2 separate regions of the Mus musculus genome follow, and region 2 is linked to region 1. Evidence: chromatin contacts called from public HiChIP or PLAC-seq data. All regions are on one chromosome and are shown on one strand. The core of a region is the stretch at or near the end of the contact, and the rest is flanking DNA. Distances in the headings are between cores, read along the strand shown. Region 1 holds the start of Trpm6 (transient receptor potential cation channel, subfamily M, member 6). Region 2 overlaps Trpm6 (transient receptor potential cation channel, subfamily M, member 6).

The links. HiChIP or PLAC-seq counts read pairs in DNA pulled down with a chosen protein or histone mark.
Region 2: an H3K27ac HiChIP or PLAC-seq map of extraembryonic endoderm stem cells shows a contact between it and region 1. The contact joins the enhancer-like site here to the promoter of Trpm6 in region 1. A contact is called at or near these places in 3 of 39 promoter capture datasets (3T3-L1-derived adipocytes, hippocampal neurons and liver), 12 of 484 Hi-C or Micro-C datasets (embryonic stem cells, extraembryonic endoderm stem cells, liver and 4 more), 7 of 115 datasets of contacts at active chromatin or transcription factors (CD8 T cells, differentiating embryonic stem cells, embryonic fibroblasts and 4 more) and 1 of 9 other capture datasets (adipose tissue).

What each region holds. Positions count from the first base shown.
Region 1 is chr19:18,746,413-18,753,776 of GRCm38.p6, forward strand. It overlaps Trpm6 (transient receptor potential cation channel, subfamily M, member 6), which reads left to right and starts at 3,318. Exons shown (of 39, transcript NM_153417.2): 1 at 3,318-3,630. The coding sequence starts at 3,619. It overlaps Gm41814 (a long non-coding RNA gene), which reads right to left and starts at 3,363. Exons shown (of 3, transcript XR_877745.3): 1 at 3,017-3,363; 2 at 1,921-2,069.
Region 2 is chr19:18,808,447-18,815,810 of GRCm38.p6, forward strand. Trpm6 (transient receptor potential cation channel, subfamily M, member 6) reads left to right here. Exons shown (of 39, transcript NM_153417.2): 14 at 1,086-1,226; 15 at 3,233-3,367; 16 at 4,903-5,183; 17 at 6,795-7,023. Among named protein-coding and RNA genes, the nearest start is that of Gm41814, 62 kb to the left of the region's middle. Within about 2 kb of position 3,310, at least 15 of the 459 cell types and tissues checked have an H3K27ac peak or open chromatin away from gene starts, as enhancers often do. A contact at or near this core is called in extraembryonic endoderm stem cells and pancreatic cancer cells, where this site is marked.

The sequences.
Region 1 (7,364 bases), core at 2,068-4,567:
AGAAAGTTGACGCCAGGACAAAGGTCTAAAAACAAAACCAGCTACCCAGAAAAGCCTGAACCGCATCCTTTATTATTAACTCTTCTCCAATGTTTACAACATATTTGCTGAGACAAGGTTTTGCCCTGTCGCCTAACCTGCCTTGAACACCCAGATATTCTCCTGCCTCAGCCTTGGATGTGTTTGGATTGCAGGTGTAAACCACATCTGAACTGATCCTCTTAATAACCGAAACTTCTGTAACTCCCCCAATTGTACAATCGCTTGTTGTAGTTGTGACTAGGTTTGTGGCAGATGACTATAGTACCGTTCAGAATTTCACTCTACTATTTTATATTCTCTGTGCTTCTGAGAGGAAAAGATTGATGACTCAAAGTGAGAAACCTGAGCCAGGCATGACAGCAAACCACAGTGAATTGGGCAAGATGACTCCCACGCATGGTGCTTTCTCTTCCTGGAGCAAAGAAAAAGTCACTTAATGCTTTTTTTTTTTCCTTTCCCTTTAGTCTGTCCAAAAAGAAGAAGAGATATTACTTTGGAAAATTTCTAACAGTTCATCCTTCCAACCAAAGGAAATGAAGCCAAAACCAAATTCAAATCCAAGCCTACAATCATTTTCCTTCAGAGTTGAATATGTATATTAGAAATCACCCCTTAATGGTCTTGATTATTTGGGACTTACTAAGAAAACAAAGCATGCCTGAGGCACCACCCTTCCCAGTGTGTGTGTGTGTGTGTCTCTGTGTGTGTAACAGCTGTTCACCTCAACTCTAAACTCATTAACTTAAGGGTTAACGTTGGAGCCCCATCTTAAGACCTGTTAGATCAGATATCAGAACTTTCTGTGTGCACATGCTCATTAGAAAGCTTGAAACATTGAAGTTTCAAGGTAAAAGAAGAGATCAGACAGAAGAGAAGAAAAGCTAGAGAAGAGAGACAGAGGAAGAAAGAGAGGGAGGGGGCATGGTCAATGGAGAAACCAAAGTCCTCTAAGTTGCCGGGGCTTGTGGATGGTGCAGCAGGAGCACTTTGCAGTTTTGACTGCTCGCCCACCCTCCTACAGACTTGAGCTCTTTGAAGGTGAGTGGTATCTTGTTCACCTTTGACTTTTGTGGCACCCAGTGTGGTTTGACAAACAATCTGTGCTGCATGACTAATTGCTGGTCTGATTCAGTCTACCCTAGACACGTAACGAACATTCTGTAGAATGAACATTCATAGCTAGAGATGTGTTTGTGGCTGGAAAACTTTTATAGACAATCTTTTCAACTAACTGAGCAACCCATGACATAGATCCCAGGGCCCTACCTTTGAGATCCTGGGGAGGGTCTGAGGATCTGCCCAGTGAAGCCCAGCATTGAGAACAGACCCCTGGTGACTGTTCTGCAACCCATGTGAGATATCCTTTCTCCCAGTGCCATGAGTTTTATGAACAGCAAGAAGACCTCAGGCAGCCACTACTTGTCCATTTTGCAATAACTACAGATGGCCACATTAATCAGTGGCAAGAATTGCTCAAAGAAATAATGGTCTTTGTTTTTTGAGAGTAACAGACCAGAAAAGCATGTCTGTGACTGGGCCTTCCAATCAGATGTGCATCCTTTGCTTCCACCCAATATCCACGAGGTACTCAGTAGCCCCAAACCACCCACAGGTGGCTCTATATGACACTGCTAAGTCAAATTTCCTGAAAGAGAGGCTTGGTGACTGGTGGTCTCCAACTTCTGGCTGACTCAGATTTTCTAATAAAGTCATGTTCCGGGCCTTCACACCTTGTCTCTGGGGAGAACTGACCAGCTGTACAGTGAGGCACGGCACTGAATCTGTCTGGTAACAATGCCTGCAGTGTTTTTGATACAGCTTGGAACCAAAACATCTTGTAAACTAGCCCATTAGAAAAATCTAAGCAGTTTGGGTTACCTTAGGCTCAAAGGGTTTTGAACCTTGATCTGAAGAGATGAAAGCAGAAGATAGTAGTCATGGGGCACTGAGAGACGGCAGCATGTGCCATTCCAAATCCTTAGTCTTTCGGGTGAGTCTGTTGATGGTTGAATTCCCAGGCCTTAGGGCTGTGAAGAGTGTTAACAGAGATGATCTCTGAAGGAACAAGTCAGAAGACTCTGCTTTGCCTTATAAGAGCATCTGTGCCTGTCTATAGATCATTAACAATTTGAGGAGGTAAACGAGAGGAAAGGACTTTTCATTTCTTAATAGACAAAGCATCAAGATACCAACATACTGATTTACTAACAAGGCAAAAAAAAAAAAAAAAAAGTCACTGAAACCACACAGAGAAATAAATGAGGAAACAAATTTTATTAACTGTGTCGGCAAGTGTGAGCTCACCAGGCAAAAATTTGGACTGGACTAAATAGTAGGTGTCACTAATTTAAAGTCATAAATGCCTAGTATTGTTCATTATAGTATGTGTAATCCCCTGAGTATCATGTCTCCCATATGTCTCCTCTTCCAATACATAGAGATACATTGGAAATCACTGACCATAGTCTTGGTCAAGATTGCCTACCTAGTCAGAGAAAGCTCTTCCCCAAAATAACGGAGAGCGTTTGTATGATACTTCTTTTTTTTTTTTTAAAGACTTATTTATTTATTATATGTAAGTACACTGTAGCTGTCTTCAGACACTCCAGAAGAGGGAGTCAGATCTCATTATGGATGGTTGTGAGCCACCATGTGGTTGCTGGGATTTGAACTCCGGACCTTCAGAGGAGGAGCAGTCGGGTGCTCTTACCCACTGAGCCATCTCACCAGCCCCGTATGACACTTCATAAATAAAGCAAGGTCACTGTGTTTGTTCAGTGTAGTCTCTGTGAGAAAGGTGGGTTTTCTTTATTATTCTCTCTGTATAGGTAAGTAAACTGAGGCCCGGAAGAGTCTCTCGTCATGCTCAGCAACTCATGGGCATTTCAGAAACACAGAGAACGTAAACCGACCGTCTCCTCACCTAAAGCTCTGACCCAAGAATCTAAAATTTGTCTGATGACAGTGACCATACCTGATCAGCAGCCAAACTTCTTTGGAGTCATGTCTTTCCTACAGAGGCGTTAACAGAGCCCAACAGGCATTGTGAAAACTCCTCAGGGCTGTAAAAGACAGCGTCCATGTGCAGGTGGAGCCCAGATTGATTCCACAGTCAAAAGCTCAGACATTGTTTTGGTTGCTGGCCTGGAAAAATCTAGGATGAAAGCCGGACCTGCAGCTGAGTGCTCTCCTATGAACAGGGGTCAGGCCCAGGGCCCCAGGTGGCAGTGGGTGGAGCCAGGCGCACGCGTATCTAACTGCGATCTCGAATAGGTAGGATTTGCGAAATGCTAGCTTTCAAGTCCTCTAGTCTCCACCCGAACATGATTATCGTAGCTGAGGTTTTGGCAACCGCGTGGACCCTTCCGAAGGGCAGGACCCGCAGTCTTTCTTCCGGGAGTTGGGACCGGCCTGGAGCTGGGTCAGGGCCGAGCGGAAACCGAACCCAGGGTCGAGGCGGCAGGGCGCGCGTGTGAGTCCCGGACTCCGGAGTCCGAGTCCAGGAGGAATCGAGTCCTGGGAGGTGTCCCGGACGAGGAGGAATTCGCTGTCGCTTCGGCTCCTGTGGTGGTGAGAATGCAGGTCAAGGTAAAAAGTTGGGCCTGAAGATGTTCGCATTGGCCCCTGTCCCTGTTACTGCGGGGCTCCTGCATGGGATCAAGGTTCCTAGATCCTGGAGAGTGACAGCGCCTAGCCCAGCGCTTGAGGTGCTGTGCCTGGCTGGGTGTCCTATAGGACAACCGGGGAACAAGCTGCCTGTCACCTTTACGGGTTCTTCTTTACTTCCACACTTTGTGTGAGAAATAGTATTATTTATTGTTCCCGAAGTGTGCAGGCAGAGTTCAGGCTTGCCACACACATTGGCTCATTTCAACCCGGGCGGGCTGATAGGACACATTTTTTTGGTCTCTTCTCAGGCAGTTTGAACTGACGTCTCTGCTCCATCACCACCTGTAACCCTGAAAGTTTTGTTATTTGCTTCAGCTTTCACATTTGGAGCAACTGGAAAGTACTATTTGAAGATTAAGTGGGATGTGATAATGTTTAATGTGTTTGACAAAGTTGCAAGAGCGTTCCTTTTCCTCCTGTACTGGGGATTGGTCCTAGGACCTCCAGTATCCAAGCTCTCTACCATGGAGCTACATTCGCAGCCTGTTCAGCGTCTTTCAGTAGCTGGGACAACAGGTCTGCATCATCAGGCCTGACTTAACTGTTTCATCCTGCCAATAATTCTGTAGTGTCTTAAATGGCATCACTCTTCCCCCAACCTCCTTCCTTTGGGGGAGAAAATGAAACTGAGGGAGAAAAGTAGAATTGAGATGTGACGTCATGTCAAGGCATAGAGAGAGCAGGGATCATCTAGTCATACACGTGCTGGTGATGGTTTGTTCTACATAACAGCGTCACTCTTAACTGCTCAGGGAAAATGTAGTCTTCAGTTTCTTTGTCCCGGTAAGCACTATCATGTGAATTACCGCGGGATGCCATGAGAGCCGAGGACAGCTTCAGGAACTGGTTCTCTCTATCCCCTGTGACACCTGGAGATAATTCTTCGTTATCAGGCTAGCAGGACAATTGAGTTTATATACTTGATGAGCTGCCGTTTAGGCTCCCATATGACTTTGATGCATTAATTTATTCTTTGCTTTGGATTGTTCCACAACCAATATAGCATTAGATATTTAGCTAGATTAGCATTTTGGATTTAACTTGTGAGAATTTGCTTGGTTGTTTCTTATTTCATCTATATATGTGTGTGTATGTATATAATACACAATGCACAAATTAAAACAATGAATATATATCCTAAAGATATATTTAGGATAGATATTTTATATTTATAAATATATATTTATGTATAAATATATATTTTATTTCATATGTAAATATATAGTATATTTTATGATATATATTTAGAACATATATATGTCATATACATTTATTTATATATATAAAGCCATATTTTAATTTGTACATTTGTTTTTCACATAAAAGAATCCAGATTGTATACATTACAATGTTAATAGTTCCTAGGGGCAAAAATCTTTGCAAATACACATGGTGCTTGCTCAAGTTAAGACCATGTATGTGTATATATATATATACACATACATATATATACACACACACATATATATATATATATGTATACACACACACACACACACACACACACACACATATATATATATATATATATACAGCATTTCTCCCTATGATTATCCCTGTTCTACATTAATCAGTCAACACATGTTTGTGAAATGTCAACTATGTTATGAGCCCTCTTTCAGTACCTGGGAATACACAGGAATGTAGGAACAGGACTTTTATTGTTGGGATGGAGAAAGGAGGATGAGTCAGCCTCAGCTACAGCTTTTTAACCTTTCCTAGAGTGCACATGTCATACAGTCAAGCATCTCTCCCTTACTTCCCTCCCTCTAAAGTCATAACTGTTAGCTTGTGTGCTGTTGGGCCCCAGAACCCTTGCCATCTAGAAGTAGACTTTCTGAATGGACAAACACTGTGATATGTGTGTGTGTGTGCAACAAAAGATCTGTATAGCCTTGAAAAGGTAGGAAGTTTTGATATTTTCTAGCAGATGAATAGGATTTGGGGCTATTATGTTAAGTGATATGAGCCAGTCATAAAAGACAAATATATAATTCTACTTATGAGCCATTTAAGAGTGTAAAATTTATAAAATGAAATGTAGAGCAGTGATTGCCCGGGGTAGGGGTGGCAGCAAGATGGAGCTGTTGAGTGGGTCTGGAGCCCCAGCTTTGGAGTATAAAGGCGTTCCAGAGATGGCTGCAGAACTATGTGAATGTGTATACCAGTATTGAACCACACACTTAGAAAATAGTATAGTAAATATTACATCATGTATCTTTTACCACAATTAAACATAGAAACAGGCCAGTTATTGTGGCCCATGCTTCTAATCCGAGCACTCAGGAGGCAGAGGCAGGAGGATTATAAATTGAAACCAGCCTGGGCTATCTTTAGCTATAGAGTGAGACCTCATATCAGAATTACACAAACAACAAAGAAAGATGCTCATATAAACTACTTAATGAGATTTTTTTTTCTAAACTTTGGATATAATTGTGTATCCTGAATTCAGCTGGAATCTTATTTTGAGTGGTACCCACAGATAAATTGATAGGCATGGGGTGGTGGTAGGACATCTTGGAAATTTTCCATTGATGTGGGCAGCCCAACACTTAACTCTTAGTCTTTCTGTCTTTTGATACCAGGTCTCACTGGGTAGATTACAGACCTGCCACTATGGAAACGTATTTTCTTTACTTTCGACGAGTTTTGGCATTTCTGTTTTTCTTTCTGTGGAAGAGGTTCTTGGTCATGGATAGTATGGGAAAACTTGAAGGCTATTTCAGAGTGTCCTAACCAGTTTCCAGCAGTGAGAAGCAGTCATTTAATTTGCCTTGGAGCCTGGATTCTTTCTCAGGGTTTGGCCAGCAATTCCTTCTGCCAAAGCCCTACAGTCCAGCTGTGCAGATACACACATGGAGGCCAGGGGTCAACCTCGGGTATCCTTCCTTAGGATGGCTGTCCTTGTTCTGAGACAAGGCCTCTCACCGGCATCTGGTATTTGCCTGGTTGGGCTATGCTGGCTAGTTTGGGAGCCCAGGTCACTTCCTGTCTCTACCGTTCAGGTGTTGAGATAGCAAGTCTGTAACACTGTCTAACGTCTGCTGTGAGTATCAGAGATGAGACTCAGATCTTGTACTTGTGCAAATATTGCCTACTGAGCCGTAGTTCCAGTTCCTTACAGTCCATTGTAACTGGGTAAGGTGCTTACTCAGAGCACAGCAAGGTGCCTGCTGAGATGTGGTGGCATCCCATTTCCAGGATGACCTTAGGTATGTAGTCTATGGAAGCCTGCAATGATTGGCACCATGGGGAACCAACTAGTGGAAGACATTGCCATGCTCTGCCTTATGCTGACTCCAGATTTTCTGGAAATTATACAGAGCGAGTTGGACATCAGATACCCTCCTCCCTCATTTTAACTGCAGTGTTTTGAATGGTAAGATTAATCTCGTGAATTTGGTTTTTGTTGTTTTGCTTTGTTTTTAATTTTCTGCCCTATCCTTAAACTGTGTGCGGACATTACATGGAATTTCCTTTTGCCACACTCAAAACCTAGGTCACTGAAGAATTAGAATTCCCAAAGTGCTTATCTTACTTGGCCAGTTATATGAACTAGTAACTTCTTATGAATAGCCTTTGTTTTAGACAGGGTTCTCTAGAGTCACATACTTATGGAATGTCTCTAGAGATTAAGGGAATTTATTGTA
Region 2 (7,364 bases), core at 2,060-4,559, 62 kb after region 1:
GTGTGTTCTGATGATGGTGAGTGGTCTTGGTTTCTGTTAGTAAGATTCTTATGTTTGCCTTTCACCATCTGGTAATCTCTGGAGTTAGTTGTTATAGTTGTCTCTGGTTAGAGCTTGTTCCTCTTGTGATTCTGTTAGCCTCTGTCAGCAGACCTGGGAGACTAAATCTCTCCTCTGAGTTTCAGTGGTCAGAGCAGTCTCTGCAGGCAAGCTCTCCTCTTACAGGGAAGGTGCACAGGTATCTGGCATTCAGATCTGCCTCCTGGCTGAAGATGAAGGCCCAAAACCGGGTCTGTCCCAGAAGATGTGTTCCCTCTGCAGTCTGCACGCTCACCTGCACAGACTGGTCTCCGAGGGACATGGGACACAAAATGGCTCTCTCACCTGCCCTGGTGGGCAGAGCCCTCCTGGGCAGACACCTCTTCTCTGGCAGAGAAGGTGCCCGGATGTCTGGACCCTGTCTGTCCCAGAAGTTGTGTTGCTTCTGCCTGTCCCAGAATTTTGTAGCTTCTGCAGTCTGAACTCTCTCCTGTGCATACTAGTCTCTGAGTGATCTGGGACCCAAGATGGCTCCCCCAGGTGCTTCAGCAGAGCCCTCCCGGGTGGACACCTCTCCTCTGGCAGGGAAGGTGCCTGGATGTCTGGAGCCCGAAACAGGGTCTGTCCCAAAAGCTGTGTTGCTTCTGTAGTCCACTCGCTCACCCTTTGCAGTTCGTGAGCTGACCTGCGCAGACTGGTCTCTGAGGGACCTGAGAGCCAAGATGGCTCGGAGTTCTGTCATTTATTTGAAGCTTGGTATCTCATTGCATAGAGTGTGGACTTTCTGCTTCTGTTGACTTAGTTGGAGAGTCAGATGAAAGGAACATGTTTACTTGGCAAATTTACAGTAAGCAAAATTGCCTATGCTGATATAAGTTACATTGATTTAAGCCATAGCAAAATGACTTGCCTAAATTATTTTCTAAGACTATATCTCAATATGCTGAAGAGAAAGGGATGGATTAGCTAACTGTTGTCTTCTGAGAACATGGTAAAAGAGACAGAGAGGAAAACTGGATGGTGTGACTTCATTTTCTTTTTTACAGCACACCCTTCTCTCGAGCTATAGAATAACACTCATTGACATTGGGCTGGTAATAGAGTACCTCATTGGTGGAGCATATCGGAGCAGCTACACTAGGAAAAGTTTCAGAATTCTCTACAACAACCTCTACAGAAAACACAAGGTAAGGCAAATCTTTGGAAAGTACTCCAATGAGAGGGCAAGGAATTGCGAATCACGGTTTTAGGAAAATGGCTGATGGAGTCCCAGGGGCAGTAGCTTCTGTAATGGGCCTTCTACTTGAGGACATATGTCTCCTGATGTACATAGAGTACTGTGCTAATGTTTTTCATGCTGGCATGAAATGAATAAAAAACTTTTCCAAGAAATATATTGATTGAATAAATTACTCACAATATAAAGCAGGATGTTGTATGTGCTATATTGTCATAGAAGCGGTGTGATGAATCTGGCGAGAGAGCAGGTGCTTCTTTTTTTTTTTTTTTTCTTTTCCTCTTGTAGACAAAGTGGTCAAAGGTCAAACACTTAATAGATTTACTTATGTAAACTAACAATGGCCTATAGTCTGGAGACTGAATATTGGGCTAAAGATGAAGTGATTATCTTGGAAGATGAAAATGGAATGAGCTTAAAAAAGAAATGCTTTGACAGATGAGAATATGTTTTCTGTCATAGTTTTGGGGTACCATGATTGCAAAGGCAGAGTTGCCATCATAGACCCGTAGCCACGGGAGCCTCATTCTTTTTAGAGATATAGACACCAGAAAAAGATCACTGGACGCGGATGTTGAGAGAAGAGTGCTAACAGAGAATGCCGTGTTCAGATCTCAGGGTGGGGTTCTGCAGCAACGCTGAGACCTTTGTCGTGGGTGGACAGGGATAAGAGTGGAATGTGGCTTGAGAGGAGGTTCCATGAAGGATATCCAGCTACTTTGGACCTTTATAAAGAATTGGAGGAAGTGATAACCCCATTTAAGTTTAGGAAGTGAACAGAGCAACCCCCAAACCATGAAAAACACATGGAAACCCTCATCTTGTGGAGGAATTAACCTCTCCTAAGATTCTGGAGGCTAAAAGACACCCAGTGTCAGCCACTGCCTTTAAAAAGAGTGACACTGCTATACAGCAGTGGGGACAATGTCACCATATGACCTTGGTGAAGCCATTTCCCTGCTTACTAAGAGGCTCCATTCCTGTTCTTTCCGTAAGTGGCCCATCAATATGACATGTCCCATTTCACTAGTTGCTTTCCCCTAAGGATAAAAAATAATGCGTCAGAGTATACTGCAAGCAGACCATAGTGCTAACAGCTACATGGTGTGGAGTAGCATGGTCTGACATAGGCTCCTATTTGTCTCCTTACTTGGTATATGAAACATAATCTGTGTTCCCACTCTTCTGTCTAAGAACTAGGCATATTAATGTCCTGTTCATAAAATTGTGAGAATACCAACAACCCTCCAATCCTTGAGCAAGCTTTGAGTGACTTAGCAACAATATTCACTATGATTATTAGCATGTTGATATGGTTAATTCTCTATTACAATAATGATGAAATAACTTGGGTGTTTTCTCTGAAGTACTGACTTTATTCTATGTTCACTTTTTATCCATAGAACACAAAGTGAAGGGGTTTTCAAAACCTATGGTTTGTATCCCAGGCTCTTAAATCAGTCCCGATTTATTTCTGTTTCTCCTTGCTGATGCTTCATTTGATGGCCATGCAATGGCGATATCATATATCACCTGGAAAAATTCCAGAACTTTCTAACTTCATTTTAACCTTGTGAATGGAAACTTCTTCTTATCAGCACTATAAAATTTTATTACCTGTTTTGAACTAGAGTCGAGGCTAGAACATCTATTGACTCTTAAGGAATTTCCACATAGGAAAGGAATTCAGATGCGTAATATGGAACAAAAGAGTATGCTTTCTCAGATGTCGGGAAATAGTGTTTATCAGAAGGAGACTGGGAGATGCTATTGTGTGAGTAATCTCCAGAGACATTAATTATTAACCCTGGACAAGAGACAGATGTGTTGAGTATTTGAGAAGACATACATTTATCTTTCACTGTAGTCTGGAAAGAAAATGATATCACTACAATAACCTTTTTTGTTTATCTCTCTTTTGTTTTCTTTAATAAACAAAATGACAATATATACCAGAGTGTGAGCAGCTTTGCTCAGGGCCTCTCCCAGCACTCTCTTCATCAGAGACATTCACTGAGAAATAGAAAGGAGTCTTCTGAAAGCACACTGCACTCCCAGTTCTTCAGGACGGCCCAGCCCTACAAATCCAAGGTACACTCCTTTGTTGGTAGAGTTGAAAACAAAGTTGGTTTTGCAGACTGAGATCACTTCTTTATTGACACTGGAGACAGGGGAGTACCAATGAAGAATCATTCCCCAGCATCATAAATAAACACATGATGTTATTCACAAAGATCACTGCTGATCCTGCTGGTCTTCAGCAGTACAGGGCCCTGACAACCCAGCGAAAGTCTGTGCTTGCCTCTCAGGTTCTCTTCCTGGTTTTCACCTCTGCCCTGTGCAGTTGGTGTCTGAGGCAGGATGTGTATGCCATGGTGTTACGTACTCATTAGCCTGCCATGACACTCTTAACCTCCCCACTCAAGCTCCACACCCTTTGTAGCTCTCTGTTCTTGGGAGGTGGTCCTTTTGTATCTTCCTTTCCTCAACAAAGTTTTTCTGGAAGTTAGTTTTATCGTAATTTTCAGTATAACAAAGATGTTGTTTGTGGGTCTTTAGCCTACTCTTTTCTGGGGCAGAGTGCTTTTGCTTAAGTATTTCCATGGAGATCATGAGTTGTTGGCTGGAAGACGCTTCCTTTCCACTGCTGTTGGCATGGCCCTTAGTTACCATTAATGAGCAGATTATTTTTTTAATCTATTGAAAGATAGGAGAAGCACTCTAATAGTTTTTGATAGGATGCCTCAAATTTTCAACGAATTGTTTAAAAACCTCTGTTATTTTTGAAGCCTTATGCTGAGCGTTTGGTTTGCTTGAGAAGGTGAGCGGGTAGAGGTGGATGACATGGTCACTGAGAAATAGTTCTGCATTTCTCAAGGTGGTAAACCTTATACAAGGCACCGATTCAGAGAAAGGAAGCTGTACAAAGGCACACAGGGAATTTGGGTGATCTGTTGGGTGAGCTTGCCGGGGGAACAACGTTGCAGAATAAAATAAAGCCAACGGATCCATTTGAATGTGTGACTGGAAGCACCAGTGACACTCTTCAAAGTAACAATGACAAATCACCTTGTTAATGGAGAAGTAGAGAACTTTTAAAATATAATTCTTACTTACCCAAATAGATTACCATTGAAGTGCACACCGTGCTGGCTGGTTTATCCTATGACATTCTACATGCTTTGGAGACTAGGTTTAACGGCAGAGTTAGGATTAGGTTTGAACTCTGTCCTCCTGGCCTCCTAAGTTCTGCATTGTAGTTCAATAAAACATGTAGTTTGGTTTGTTTATTTGTTTCGTTGTTTTATTTCTGGGAATTGAGCCCAGGGCTTTGTGCACATCAGTTGGTCACCATGCTACAGAGCTCCATCCCCAGCTGATTACTTTTGTATGCCCTTAGACAGTGGGCACACTGGGTCAGGCTTACTGGATAGTTTTTACTAACTGTTCCGCTATGGTAGATATCTGGGCTCTTTGTTCCTTTTGCTTTCTTTTTTGTTCAGTGCTGGGTTCTAACATAGGTAGCAGTTATTTTAAAAAGTGTCTCTAGGATACTTTTAGCTGTGTTACATTTAGCTGAACACCATGCATCTGAGTCCTTAGGACTTTGTTTTCCTTTGCAATAGGAGAAGCCTGAGGACTCTCAAAAATCAAAGAAGAAGTCCAAGGAAAGACAAAGCCTGTCAGAGGAACCCGAGGCTGCTGGCTTTATCTACCCATACAATGACCTTCTGGTGTGGGCGGTGCTCATGAAGAGGCAGAATATGGCCATGTTCTTCTGGCAGCATGGAGAGGAGGCCACAGTCAAGGCGGTCATTGCTAGTATCCTCTACAGAGCCATGGCCCGGGAAGCCAAGGAGAGCAACATGGTGGATGACACTTCAGAAGAGTTGAAAAATTACTCAGAGTAGGTCTTCTCTCTTCACACTAAACACCAACAGTTTTGAGAATGTAGAAACATGTTTTTCTCTGTCATTTTTATCAGAGGATAAATAGACTTGCTTAGAATTGTGTATTTTATTCAAGCATTCTGCCCTCTGCCTCCATCCTCCTTTACAGGAATAGAACCAGTAGGCTATATAAATGGTTTTATTGGAGGGGGTTGTAAGAGAATTGACTTAAGCGGTTATGGTAGCGGAGAACTCCCAACACAACTCTGTGGAGCCTGGAGACCCAGGGATGCCAGGAACATGGCCAAGTCCATGTCCAGGGGCTCCAGAACTGCAGCATCGATGGTGGCATCCTCACTGAAGGCCTGTGAACTGGGGAGGATGCGCCACTATGTGTGGTGCAATCTTCAGGATTCAGAGCCTGGACTGATGGTGTCCAGGGCAGGTGACAGGTGTCTCACCTCTCAGGGGCAGAGGCCAATTCATTTTCTGTACTTATCATTTCTGGGACCCTTGAGAGACCAGGTAGTGCCCATCCAACTTGAAAAGGCATATTTCTCACATAATCCACTTAGTCTCATGCCAAGCTGTGGAAATACCACCACAGACAAAGTATAATGTTGAGTTTTAGGTTTTCCTTAATCTTGTTCACCCAGCAGCCAATGTTAAGCACCACACTGCATCCTTCAGGCTTTCTTGTAGTAAAGGGTCCCTAAGGGTTGGAAGGAACTCATGTAATATAGGAGATCTGCATCCCATGCATAACTACTTTTGAGTTGTGCAGACCAGCCTTTAGTTCCTTAACGCAGTTGATGAGTTTGAAATGAATGACGTTGAAGCTCTTTGGAATCTGATGTCTTCCATGTTGCTACGATGGCTGCTTACCTTAGGTGTCTTTCAGGCTGGGGAAGCAGAAAGTAACTAACTGGTGGGGATGCAAAGGAGTGGACTTGTTTCCACCAACCTGATTACTCAAGTGCAACAGACCTGGGGACAGAGAACAGAGAGACGTGCAGTGTAGGACAGAGCTGATGTAGTGCTTGAGTTATCCAACTAGAGCATTTTCAGAGAAGAAAGCCACCTAGGACATCTCCTGAGAGTTTCTGGGTCTAGCTTGTTAAATATTTAAGGGTTTTGTAAAATGATAATAATAATAATAGAATTATCATTAGTTATTAATAATAACAATAATAACTATAATGATAATAATGATCATGATAATAAAATATATGGTTCCATGATGTTTCTTGGACACAGTGTTTTTGTTTTGTTTTGTTTTTGTTTTTTGTCAGAATTTCTCTATTAGGTCTTTTCATGTAGACCTGCGTATACCAGGCTGAATGCAGCACATCACACAGCATGGGATAGCTTCTGTCACAAACACTGACTTCTGTTCTGAGCCACCAGGAAAATACAAGTTCTCTTCCTTCTGTATGAGACACAGATCCATTTCTGAGCAGCCGCCTTAGTTTCTGGTGGCAGCGATTATGCTGATGTTTCTTATCCAGCCTAGTCTTGTTTTGATCAGTTCGCTGGTGTTTTCTGTGTGCCGTCGTCAATCTCTGAAGACGTTTTTTTTTGGGCTCTGACCGACCTGTGTTCTCTCTTCGCCTCCCCCGTGTCACCAGGCAGTTTGGCCAGCTCGCCCTGGATGTATTAGAGAAAGCCTTCAAGCAGAACGAGCCGATGGCCATGAAGCTGCTGACCTATGAGCTCAAGAATTGGAGTAATTCCACCTGCTTGAAACTGGCGGTCTCTGGAGGTCTGCGCCCTTTTGTGTCGCATTCTTGTACCCAAATGCTGCTAACAGACATGTGGATGGGGCGTCTGAAAATGAGAAAAAATTCCTGGCTGAAGGTACACTCCCTTGCCCTATGTCCTGTTGTCAGTGCGGTGTGAAGGTCGGTACTTTTCAGTTTCCAGCTGGGTGCCTCTGGCAAGCAGTAGTTTCCTGCAGGAGCACAGACCACTCATTCTTAGGAATCTGTGGAAACCACTTTGCCAGAGTGACTTTTCAAAACTGGATGGTTGTACCTGCTCTGCCACCACAGAGCCGTCCCTGGGAGAGGGTGCAGTGAGTTAAAAGCAAATACAAGCAACACCTCCCTGTGCCAAATGACAGTGCCTCTGAGAATTCCAACAGAAACGAGGCTTTAAGGGGCTGCGTGCATAGCTTAGAATGTTTGAACAACATCCAC